Regions from separate parts of the Gossypium hirsutum genome. Here region 1 is linked to region 2. The links are chromatin contacts, called in public Hi-C maps. All regions are on one chromosome and are shown on one strand. The core of a region is the stretch at or near the end of the contact, and the rest is flanking DNA. Distances in the headings are between cores, read along the strand shown.

Evidence for each region. A called contact is a pair of places that touch in the nucleus more often than the background predicts.
Region 1: a contact with region 2 is called in a Hi-C map of leaf, with 4 times the contacts expected there. The contact joins two enhancer-like sites. A contact is called at or near these places in 6 of 34 Hi-C or Micro-C datasets (fibers, hypocotyl, leaf and 1 more).

Annotation. Positions count from the first base shown.
Region 1 is chrD01:53,053,431-53,060,416 of Gossypium_hirsutum_v2.1, reverse strand. No RefSeq gene overlaps it. Among protein-coding and RNA genes, the nearest start is that of LOC107916615, 18 kb to the left of the region's middle. Within about 2 kb of position 4,011, at least 9 of the 9 cell types and tissues checked have an H3K27ac peak or open chromatin away from gene starts, as enhancers often do. A contact at or near this core is called in hypocotyl and leaf, where this site is marked.
Region 2 is chrD01:53,021,320-53,027,408 of Gossypium_hirsutum_v2.1, reverse strand. No RefSeq gene overlaps it. Among protein-coding and RNA genes, the nearest start is that of LOC121214162, 4.9 kb to the left of the region's middle. Within about 2 kb of position 4,373, at least 6 of the 9 cell types and tissues checked have an H3K27ac peak or open chromatin away from gene starts, as enhancers often do. A contact at or near this core is called in hypocotyl and leaf, where this site is marked.

The sequences.
Region 1 (6,986 bases), core at 2,762-5,261, 33 kb before region 2:
GCCCGGGCCAAAAAAGTGGTGCCCGAGGCCCGGGCCGTTTTTTAAACGGGCCTCGTTTTTTGCCCAAGCCCATATTTCGGGCCTATATTTTTACCCGAACCCTCCCATATTTCGGGCGGGTCGTCGGGCCGGGCCGCCCGACCCATGGACAGGTCTATTGTAGAGCCTTTGGAAACTTGTATTTATACTCCCAAATTGATTTCCAACCATTGTGTTGTTGGGACATTGAATAGAGCCGTTGGGGATGAAAATACCAATGCATTTATGTCACCAGCAATAATAGATATCGATATTGTTTCTACAAGTATTGATACTATTAGCATTTAATTCCCAATTTAGTGACTGTTAGAGACATCAGTATTGGTACCAAGAGAATTTTATCGATACTTGATAAATACTTTGAAAGCCAAAAAGCCAATTTTGTATCGATACTGAAAAAGGTATTGATAAAAGTGTACCACTATCGATACTTGAAAAAAAATTATCAATACCAAGAAAAAGATATCGGTAGTGTATTGATACTTGATAAATACTTTGAAAGACAAAATGTCATTTTTGTATCAATACTGAAAAAGGTATTGATATCGAAAAAGGTATCGATAAAACTGTGAATCTATCGATACTCAACTAAATTTATCGATACTTGACAAAAAGTATTGATCCAAATCGATATTTTTTGCCTAGAGCATTTTTAATTGTTTGAAAAATATTTAAAAGTTTGTTTAACTAATTTGACCTTAAAAGATTTTTTAAATATAAGTTCAACAATTTTTCTTTCAAAATATCGTTTGAAATAAATTTTTATTAAAAAACATCATATTTTTTATATCAAAATAATTTGTGAACTAAAGTTTGGTTTAATAAATTTTTTAGTGTGAAAAGTCAATTTTTTTTTGTTATTAATCCATTTAAATGATTTTATAGGTGTTGATATTTTAACAAAGTCAATGATTGAACTCTTACAAAACTCATATTAAAAATAATATTTTAGATCTATAAAATTTCTTTATATTAATTAAAAATAGATGGTAAAAAATATGTATCTTTCATTTTTAGCATTAATTCAGCTAATTAGTTGACATTTAAATTTAAAAAATTAATTAAAAATATATTTTGCCTCAATGTTTAACTAAGATTCAAAAGCATAATGGTAATTGAATAAATAAATTTTTAGAACTTTATAATATTCTTTTACCTAATGTATTCGTAATTATTACCAAAATTAATGTTACAATAAAACTACAAATATTTTATGGACAATTTACCAATAAAAGTCCTTTTTTCAAAAATTACCGAAATGGACCCATTTTTTAATTATTTACCGGAATGGTCCTTTTTCAGGGAAATCGAGTCCACGTCAGTGCGATGTCAGGGTACGCGTCAGGAAATCGCGTCCACGTCAGCGCGAGATGCTGACGTGGAAGGAAATCGCGCTCTCAAGGATGCGATTTCCTTCCACGTCAGCATCTCGCGCTGATGTGGACGCGATTTCGGCCCTCGCGTGAACAGTACCAACGGTCAAAAAAATAAAATACTGAGCCCATTTCGATAAATTTTAAAAATGTAGGGCTTTTTCGGTTTTTTGAAAATATAAAATTTGAATCTTTTTGTACTTGTATTTATTTTTTTAATCAATTAACTCTTCAATATTACATCAATAGCAACAAGTACCAAAAAGATTCAAAATTGTTACCAACAAGATTTGAACCAAGGTACTAAGGGAAAAGAGCAAGTATCTTAACTAACTAAGCTAAACTAATTAATTGACATATTATAGAAATACTATTATTATCTTAATTATATTACTTACGTTCTAACGATTTATCGGACCTATTCCATACACGTGTCAAATCAGAAAAAATAATACAACAATTCTGTAAAAAAATTCGGTGTTTACTTCAAATAAATAAAGAAAATAATGATTTGAATGTTTCAAAATTCAAATTTAAATTGAAAAAATTAAATTTAGTCGCAAAAAAGGATCTTTTTCGACGAAAACTACGGCAAATCGCCTTCGGCTATTTGTCAGCGCGTAGATTTCGAAAATTTATTCGAAATAAAAAAAATCGTCTCAATCGGACAACCAAGCAAAAAGTTATGGCCTTTTAAAGTTTTCCAAGCTAAAAAACATAAACTATTCATCCACGTCAGCAAATCACGTCCTCGTAGGGGCAATTTGTGTCCACGTAAGCAAAGCGCGTTAACGTGGACGCGATGTTCTGACACGTCCCCTGACATCGCGCTGACGTGGACGCAATTTCTGGAAAAATGGCCCATTCCGGTAAATAATAAAATACCGGGCCCATTTCGATAAATTTTAAAAAAATAAGGTTTTTTTTTGGTAATTTGCCCATATTTTATAACTTTTAAGGCATTCTTTTTCTTAATTTTTGGAAACTTGTTAATATTATCATATACTTTACCATATGCTATATATATATATTACATTTCATTAAAATAATTTTGATTTACCGAGAATGTTTTTTCCGTTAAAGGTTGGTCGGTTAACATTGGAAAGAAATGGAGACGCAAAATTCCGGCAACTATACTGATAGAGATCCTCGCGCTGATGGTGATCGGAATACCAAAAAAGTAAGATTCTAGGAAGCTGTTGATGGGGAAGCCACTAATATGGTTGTTGATTCTGATCAACAGCCGATTATGTCTTTTAAAGACAAGCTTTTAGGGGGAGGTGTTGCCTCTTCTGACGGGGATCTTGAAGGGATTTTCGGAAAAAAATGAGAGTGATTTTGAATTATTGGAAGGGGATGTGAATATGTCCATGGCTGATGGATACCGTCAATCGCCTTCTCGGATCGCATTAAGGACATCCTGTTCAAAGAGATGGAATTGACGGTCATTCTCAAGCTGTTAGGGCGTAACATTGGCTATAACGTGCTGCACAATCATATCCTTATTCTCTGGAAACCTGCAAAATCTTTTCATCTAATGGATATTTTTTGGTTAAGTTTCAGGATACTGAAGATTATAACAAAGTCTTAACCCAGGGTCCATGGATCATATTTGGGCAATACCTTACTGTGCAACCATGGACGAAAACGTTTAATCTAACACAGCCTTACCCTAGTGTGGTGATGGCTTCGATTCGATTGCTAGGTCTTCCGGGCTACCTGTACAAATGAAAAATCATTGAGGCTATTGGAGGACCAATTGAGAAAATTGTCAAATTAGATTTACAAACTGACAACAGAACCAGAGGACGGTTTGCTCGCTTGGCAGTGATCATCAATCTGGATAAACCATTGGTCTCTCAGGTTTTGGTTGATGGTGCCGTTCAACGGGTTAAGTATGAGGCACTCCCGACGGTATGCTTCTGTCGTGGAAAATATGGTCACGTTAAGGAGTTGTGCCCGTTGGTGGTGGCGAATCTGGCTTCAGGGAGCTCTGTGGATGCGGCAGTGGCATCCTCCGGAGATAATGTCGGTGGAGGTGGTAAAGGAAAGAGAGTTGATTACGGGCCGTGGATGTTGGTCGAGAGGAGATCAAGGGTGGCCAAAGGGATTCTCGGGTTAATGGGGTAGCGAAATTAGGGAAGAATACTTTGGGGTCTAGATTTTCACCATTGATTGTGGAAGATGTTTTAGGCGGTGATTTAGGAGGGTTTAATGGGGGTTTTTTGGGGGAGAAGGAAGCTGGTAGTGAGGTTGTGGTGGTGAGGGGTAATAAAGCTAAGGTTAGTTCTAAAAGGGATTTGGGCTATGCTATTGGTGTGGACCGTGGAATTGAGGAGGGTTTTAGGTCTTCTGTTGGGCCTACTATGGGTCTAAGTAACAGCAAGCCAGGGGTTATTGAGAAAGGCCAGGATAAGGATGCTGTTAGTCTTAAATCGTTGGGAAAAAAACCTGTGGGGTCGGATGGGTTTTTCCAAAATGATAAGGACTTGAGAAATAAATTATCCTTTTCTAATTTTATTTCTCTCATTCCATCTGCAGGCTTGGCGCAATCAAAGGAAGATGACGCAAGGATGAACGGGCCGTTGAATGAGAAGCTTGGTGGGCCAGGAGAGGATAGGCCTAGGCAGGCTGGTCCATTAGCGTATGAAGGGTTAAGTCCTATTGGACTTGACATCACGGTTTTGAATGGAAAAAATATTAATTTGGATAAGCAACGTTTTGGTGGGATTGCTCCTAAAGATATATTGGGACAGGAATTAGTGGAAATGCAGTCGGGTTCTTCAGAAAATGCGGGGACTAAGTTGGTTCTTAATAATCACATGTTCAAAGGCCCTAGTGAAACTGTGGTCAACTTAGATGCTAATCTTTTAGACCCAAATCTTCATTTAGCTGTTATTATTAATGAAAATAATGTATCAAAATCATTCAAAGGTAATAAGAAAAATATTTTGGTTAATACTAATAAATCTTTTTCTGTTTCCAGAGGGCGTGGTACTGAGAATAAAGTTGGTAATAGTCGTGGTAGAGCTTCTCTTAATCGTACGTTTAAGGAAAATGGAGGTAGATTAAAAAAATGCTAGAATTTCTCGAATTCCTTTGACAGAGGCTATAAGCTCTATGGCTAATCTCATCAATTCGCAAGTTGGGCTTGGCGCAGAAGAGATTGGCGGCAATGCTGATGGGCAGATTGGTGGCCTTGGTTCCACATTCGTATAATATGGTGGTATTTTTAATTTTGTTATTTTTAAATTTTATTTTAAGTATGAATTTTACTATTTTCTGCTGGAATTGTCAAGGTTGTGCTAGTTTGAAATTTCCTTGTGTTTTTTTGGAGTATAATAGAGAGAATAAACCTGATTTGATTGGCCTTTTAGAAACAAGGGTAAGTGGTGTCAAAGCTGATTCTATTATTACTAAGCTCGGTTTTGAATTTTCGCATCGTGTGGAGGCTGTGGGTTTCTCTGGTGGAATTTGAATAGGGTGGAAAGATACAATTTCTGTGGATATTTTGAGTAATTATTCCCAATTTATTTTACTTAGAATTTCTGGAAATTCTTATAGGCAATTGATTTTGGTCACTTTTGTGTATGGTAGTCCTAATGGTCAAAAGTGGAAGCAGTTATGGGAAGCTCTTAAGTGTATTGTGCCGGTGGATGGGACTCCATGGTTAGCGTTTGGAGATTTCAACGCTATTCTTTCTTCTTGTGAAAAAAGAGGAGGTCGGGTCATTGGGAAAAGATGTGCTCTCTTTAGTGATTTCATGGATTCCGTGGGGCTTTAAGATTTGGGGTTCAGTAGTCGAAACTTTACTTGGATTAGAGGGGGAGTTTTTGAGAGACTGGATAGAGCGATTTGTAATGATGCTTGGAGCATTAAGTTGCCTTCATCAAGAGTCATGCAGTTACAAAAGCTTAAATCGAATCATAGACCTCTTAAATTAACTCTTATGCCTGCAGTTCAGCCTTCCACAAGGAGACCTTTTTGTTTTTTTTTGGCTGGTTGGGTTGAGCATCCTGGGTTTTTAGATATTTTTAAAAAAAATTAGGATTTTCTGGGGAATATGTTGATTACCCAAGCTACTTTCACCGATCAAGTGAAATTATGGAATAAGGAGGTATATGGTCACATTACACATTGGAAGAATCTTTTGAAGAAGAAGCTTGAAAATGTTCAGAAAGCGATTGATCGAAGAAGCTTGACTTATTTGAATCAGGTTGAGCTAGAAACCCGTAAAGAGCTGGAGTTAGTGTTGCATCATGAGGAACTTTTGTGGTGGCAGAAGGCTAGGTGTGATTGGTTAGTTTTTGGGGATCGTAATACAAGATTCTTCCATAGGCAAACTTTATAGAGAAGGAATCATAATCTTATTGTTGCCCTAAAAAAATCAAGCAGGGGGTAAGTTATGGATGAGGATGATTTGAAGCAGGAAGCAGTTAATTTTTATAAGAACCTTTATGGTGAGCAACCAGAAAGAACGGGTAGTCTTGGGTGTGGTTCCTTCCCATCTCTTGAGCAGGAAGCGATTCAGTTCCTTAGTATACCAGTATCTGATGAGGAGATTAGAAAGGCCCTTTTTGATATGACACCTTTAAAAGCACCAGGCAGTGATAGCTTACAAACTATTTTCTATCAGAGTCAGTGGGAGCTTGTTGGTCCTTCAATTTGTAAGTGGGATAAATGAATTTTCTCTGGGGAGAACATTGATCCAGACCTTAATAATTCACTTATTGTCCTTATACCTAAAGTTCAACATTTGGAATGTTTCTCGCAATTTCGTCCTATTAGTTTTTGTTCGGTCTTATACAAGCTAGTAATGAAGGTTATTGCTAATAGATTTAAAATGATTTTTTTGAAGATCATTGGACCTGAACAAGCTAGATTTATCGCAGGAAGAAATATAAATGATAACATTATCATTGTCCAAGAAGCCATAAATTCTATGAAGAGTAAGCAAAAGAATAAACGTTGGATGGCCATTAAAATTGATCTCAAGAAGGCTGATGATCGCGTTCGTTGGGATTTCATAGACGCTTCTCTATAGGCAATAGGTATTCCTAACTTTCTTCGTAATGTCATTATGTCGGCTATTTCTAGTTCAACTATGCAGGTGCTTTGGAATGGAGTGCCATCCCAAAAATTCAAACCGGCAAGAGGAGTTCGTCAAGGATGCCCACTTTCACCATACCTTTTCATTCTTTGTATGGAGTGGCTAGGGCATGGTATTAATGCGGCCATGGCAGACGGTAGATGGTCGCCTATCCAATTTTTTAGATTAGGTCCGTCCCTTTCTTATCTTTTTTTTGCAGATGACTTGATTTTTTTGGCCAAGCGGAGGAGAAGTAGGCACGAGTTATCAAGGAAGTTTTAGACACATTTTGTGGTTTTTTGGGGCATAATGTTAATTTGCAAAAGTCGAATATGTTTTTCTCTAAAGGGGTGGATGAAGATATTCAAAGGCGTATTATTGGATTTTTTGGGTTCCAGGTGGTGCAGAATCTTGGTTCGTATATAAGGGTCCCCTTCTTTCATGAGAAGATTACGAATAATACTTTGTGCTTTGTCGTTGATAAG
Region 2 (6,089 bases), core at 3,124-5,623:
AGGGTCTTATTTATAGGTGAGGAGGGAGAGATAGTTTACTAAAAATAGGAGTTTCCATCTTTTGAAGCATCTTCCATGGGTGGCCGACCATAATTTTAGTAATTTGAGTTGATTTTTCCTTGATTTTTAGTCAATTTGAGTGCCACAACAACTCAGGACTAAGACTCGGTCAAGTACAAATATTCAGGTAAATCTCTAATTTCTTCAAATCTTCAAGGACCTTGTGCAATTAAACCAAAAAGTAGTTTATGGACAGCCATGTGCAACCGAATTTTAGGTTGACTTGGTCTCCAATTTGGACGGTTTTGTAATCCAGCAAAGCTATTAAACTTGTCCAAAATAAATCAACAAGTTAGAGGACCAAAGAATTAATTTTATCCAATTTAATTAATTAATTAAAACCCAAATTATTAATGAAATATTTTAAAATGAATTATTAAATATAATTTTATATTTTATTATTTAATTTAATAATGCATGTCTCACTTTATGTCTTAAAAATATAATATATTTAAATTAATATAAAATAAGCCATTTATTGCATGAAAACTATATAATAAAACATAAAATCACATTTTAATAATTTATATGTCCTAATTTCATATTTTCACATATTTCATTAATTTATTAAACAATTACTTAGTTTTAACAACGGATTTAAGTAAAAAGGTGATAAATTACATAGGAAAAATCCTATATATTTTTCCGTTTACACCCATACACATTCTTAATTGAAAAAGCACCAGACATGGTACCCCTCAAATGATTCTATCCATACTAGAATTAGCTTGAGGAGGTGGATCACCCATAATTTGCTGAACGATCTACTCAGAAAGCCAAAGATGAAAGAAATCTAGATTCCAATCCGCATTTTCCGTAACCATGTTGCTACGTGTACAATCCATATCTAGATTAGTATTGGGAACAATCTTTTTACACAAAGGCCAAACGTTCGGAACCCAAGGATCTCTCCAACAACTAATAATTTTGCCATATCCAACAAACCAAAGTAGGTTCTCTCGAATAAGAGGCCATACCTTTAAAAGCGATCTCCACAAAAAGGAACTCTGACTCCTCGACAAGGTCTCTAGCAGACCGCTTTGAATGCCGTATTTAGAACGAAGCACATTAAACCGCAGAGTAGAAGAATTAGTCATCAAGTTAAACCCTAACTTCATCATGAATGACATATTATGATATCTTAATGAGCTTATACCAAGCCCATTGTGGGATTTAGGTTGGCAAATCGTATCCCAACTCACCAAAGCAATCTTTTTGCTTCTATTGGAGGACCCCCAAATAAATTTCCTAACCATAACTTCAATTTCATCACACAAGCCTTTAGGAATCATAATCAACTACATGAAGTAACTTGGGATCGAAAGCAAAACTCACTGAGCCAATGTTATTCGTCCATCTAGAGAAAGTTGTTCAGCATCCCAGCTACAAAGTTTACTTCGCACCTTGTTGACTATAAACCGTAGAGTATTATTTGTAAACTTATCACGGAAGAGAGAAACTCCTAGATAAGAAATAAGATTTTGCACCACCTGAAACCCCAAAATCCTGCTTGAATATCTTCTGTCACTCCCTTAGAGAAAAACATGTTCAATTTTTACAAATTAACGCTATGTCCAGAATACGCACAAAACTTATTTAAAACTTCTTTGATAACTCATGTCTGATTTTCCTCCGCATGTCTAAAAAGGATCAAATCATTAGCAAAGAAAAAAAGATGGGAAAGAGGTGTACTTGTTCTAGATAATCGTATGGGAGACCATTGATCAGCTTCTATTGCTACACGAATACCATGTCCTAGCCACTCCATACATAAAATAGGAAGGTAAGGCGAGAGTGGGCATCCTTAACAAACTCTTCTTATCGATTTTCATTTCTGAGTAGACACTCTATTCCAAAGCGCTTGCATAGTGGAATTAGAAATAGTTGACATAATGACATTACGAAGAAAGTTGGGAATGCTTACAACTTGAAGAGAAGCGTCAATGGAATCCCGATGGACACAGTCATATTGCTTTTTTGAGGTCGATTTTAATGGCCATCCACCATTTGTTCTTTTTCTTCTCATGGAATGTATAACCTCTTGAGCTATAATGATGTTGTCGCTAATATTCCTCCCTACTACAAATCCAGCTTGCTTCAGATCGATAATATTTGGGAACACCACTTTAAATTTATTGGTAATGGCCTTCATTATTAATTTGTATAAAAGAGAGCATAGACTGATGGGGAGAAACTATGAGAAACTCTCCGGATTTTGAACCTTAGGCAAAAGAATAATAAGGGAATTATTGAGATCCGGGTCAATGTTATCTTTAGCGAAAACTTGCTTAACCCACTCACAAATCAAAGGATCAACATGCTTCCACTGACTTTGATGAAAAATGGCATGGAAACCATCACTATTCGAAGCCTTTAAGGGTGTCATGTCATAGAAGGTCTTCTTATTTTCTTCATCAGAAACTGATTTACTAAGGAATTGAAGCTCTCCTTGCTCAGGAGGAGGGAAAGAACTAGTATTAAGATGGCCCATCTGCCCCGGATGTTGACAATAAAGTTTTTTATAAAAATTAACTGCTTCTTGTTTCAATTCTTCCTCATCCATAATCCAATCCCATGCTTGATTTTTTAAGACATCAATACAGTTGCATTTTCTTCTCTATAAAGTCATTTTGTGGAAGAATTTCATATTCCAATATCCAAAAATTAGCCAATCGCACCTTGCTTTTTGGTGCCATAATAGTTCCTCATGATGTAACATTGATTCTAATTCTTCTCGGGTCTCTAATTTAACTTGATTCAAATAAATCAAACTCCCATGATCAATCACCTTTTGGATATTTTCAAGTTTCCGAATCAACTTATGCTTATGATGAATGATGTGATCATATACTTCCTTATTCCAAAGTTTGACTTGACCAATGAAAGAAGAATGTGTGCTCGACATATTTTTTGAAAAACTCTAATTTTCTTTGACAAAACCTAAGAAAGTCGGATGTTCAACCCAACCTGCTAAGAAACGAAAGGGTCTCCCAATATTAGCCTGAATGGAAGGCATGAGAGATAATTTAAGTGGCCTGTGATCCGATTTGAGCTTCGGTAGATGAAATACTCTAGAAAAAGGAAACTGGATACTCCAAGCGTCATTACAAATTACTCTGTCCAACCTTTCAAAGATCGCTCCTCTACTCCAAGTGAAATTCAGACCACTAAAAATCGAATCCTGAAGGGCAATGAAATCCATGAATTCACTAAAGAGAGTGCATTTTTTCCCAATAACCCGACCTCTTTTCTTTTCACAAGAAGAAAGGATGGCGTTAAAATCCCCGATAGCCAATCATGGAGAGCCATCCATTGGTACATAATTATTATGATCCTCCCCTAACTGTCTCTTTTTTCGACTATCCGGACTCCTATACACAAAGGTAACCAAAACTAGTTGTCTAAAAGAATTCCCAGAAACTCTAAGACAAATAAGTTGAGATTGATTCTCTAGATTATGAACTGAAACCAGAGAATCCTACTACCTCCACATGATAAGAATTTTGAAAACCAATTTTAGCTATAATAAGTCAGCTTTAGCACCACTAACCCTTGTTTCCAAAAGGTTGATCAAATCTGGTTTATGCTCCCTGTTATACTCTCGAAAAATACTGAGGGAACTTCAAGCTAGCACAACCTTGACAATTTTAGCAAAAAATAGTGAAATTCATAGACACAAAATTAAAAGAAAAATAAAGTAAAGATACCATCATTTTTAAATGGATGTGGGCCCAACGCCACCACTCTGTCCATAGAGATTCATACATCAATGTCAGCTCCATGAACAACTTGCGAATTAATTAAATTTGCCATCGAGTTTATTGCTTATGGAAAAGGAATACGAGAATTTCTAGCACTCTTGAAATGACCTCCTCTTTCTCGAATCATACGGTTAAGGGATGTTCCACCATGGCTACTCCCACTTTTTTTTAGAACCGTGCCCTTTGGAAACAAAAATAGATTTGTTAGTGCCAATCAAACTATTTTTTTGTTACTTTTAGGGTGATTCAATTCATTATTTTCTTTGATGAGTACAGCTGAACGACGATTTGGATCCAAAAAATTCATATCCAAACTAACCACTGTTTCCTTGAAACTATTAAAAATAAGATTATTATGCACAGAATATTCCCCAATATCCCTTGAAATGCCAGATTGCATTTTTGCGAATTCAAAATTTGATATTGAAATAGAAATAATCTCTCCAAGCCTCGGCTTAGACAAATTCTCGTTGATTGGGCTTAAGCACATGCTCCAAATCATTAGAATTTTCTCCTTCAAACACTAAAGGAGTAGCTGACCTATGGCCTAAAGACTTCTGTCCAGCAACCTGCTCATGCACGAGCCCATTATGACCCACGTCAGCCCCTTGTTCTCCTAAGCCCATACCACTATTTAAATGTTGTGGCCCAATTAAATGAACCAAATCCCCTACGTTAACGACAACAGGCCTCTCACCCTCAACCCCCTTCACTGACCCAATTCCCTTATTCTTTAATGATTTCAAGAATTCGCTTTATTTAAAAATTCTTCCAAATTCATCTCATTATCTTCCTGAATCAACGGATAAAATCTAGATCTGGCCTGATTTTTAGCCTTCATTTATAATTTCTTTCCATTAGTATCCTGTTGATTGCTCCTTGACTTCTTCTCAACAATCATCAAAGGGCCATAGGCCTCCTCCATCATCACCTCGTCGCCTTTCTTCATCCAGTGTATGGTTTCATCAATCGTGTTATTGGATTCTTTCAATTCAACCCGTGTTGAAGGACACAAACCTTTAACATGGCCATGTTGACCGTAGGCGAAACAAATAGTCAGTAAGGCTTCCAATTCCACCATTTATAATTTTCCGTTAAGCATCACTTGCGAAATGAGAGGCCTATCTAGATCAACATAAACAACCATCCTTGCGAATCTCCCTCTGGTTCTGCTATTTGTTTTCAAATCTAGTCTTGTCACTTTGCCCACAAAACTCCCTATTTCATCCTGAACTCTCCGTTTATATAAAAATCTTGGAACCTGGGAAATTGAATCCAAGTTAATACCACACTTGGGAAGGCTTTTGTTGGATTAATGTAACACCCTAGTCCAGAATACGGAGTACTCGCATACTAAGGCACTACATCAGGTCACCGGAGCAACCCAACAAAATTTTCAAATAATTTAAAACATTGAAATACATTTTATATAAGAGAAAATACCATACATAATTATACTGAAAATAATAATAAAAGTAGTTATACAAAATATGTGGAGCTCCAATATCATCGTATATCAAAATAGTCAAAATAACAAAAATGATAAATGAGTTATAGACCTACAAAAAAAATACAAGTAAGGCCTTAGGAATACAATGCCAACTAATAGATAAGGTACTGTACTCTTAATACGTGATGCTAGAAGTCTCTCGTCGATGATGTTCCTTGGACACGAAAAAAGTCTACAAATTTGAACATGATGACAATTCGAAGGCTGAGCTTTATAGGCTCAGTGGTACACTACAAATCTACCATACTTCAAGCAATTTATAAATATAAGCATGCAAATCAAATGTATACATAGAAGCATGGCATGAGTATCGAATAATTAAATCATGAATCATTAAATATACATAACCAAATCACTTGCATATCAAACTTGTCAAACTTGTTAGATTGCACATACTGCTAAAATAATCGGGTATCCAGATAGTTCCGCGCCACTCATGGCCGCTAGTCAAATAATCTCGGCCGTCCGTAGGGTCGTCCCGAGTGCCACTCATGGCCGCTAGTTAGGTTAGAGCCTCAAGGCTAAGCACAAACAAAGCATCAAACATATAATCACAAAAGTACAACCATGAAATTTGAGTTTCATACTCGTTTCAACTTTCTTATCATTCCAGCTAAAATATTAACTAATGAGATGTGACAGTCTTCTACGTTGACATTCTAACCTTTTCACATTAAAAAATTAATAACTTTTAATATATAACTCTAAATTGAGCACTATTTGTTTTATACAAAACTAGACTTCTGTACAGTTATAGA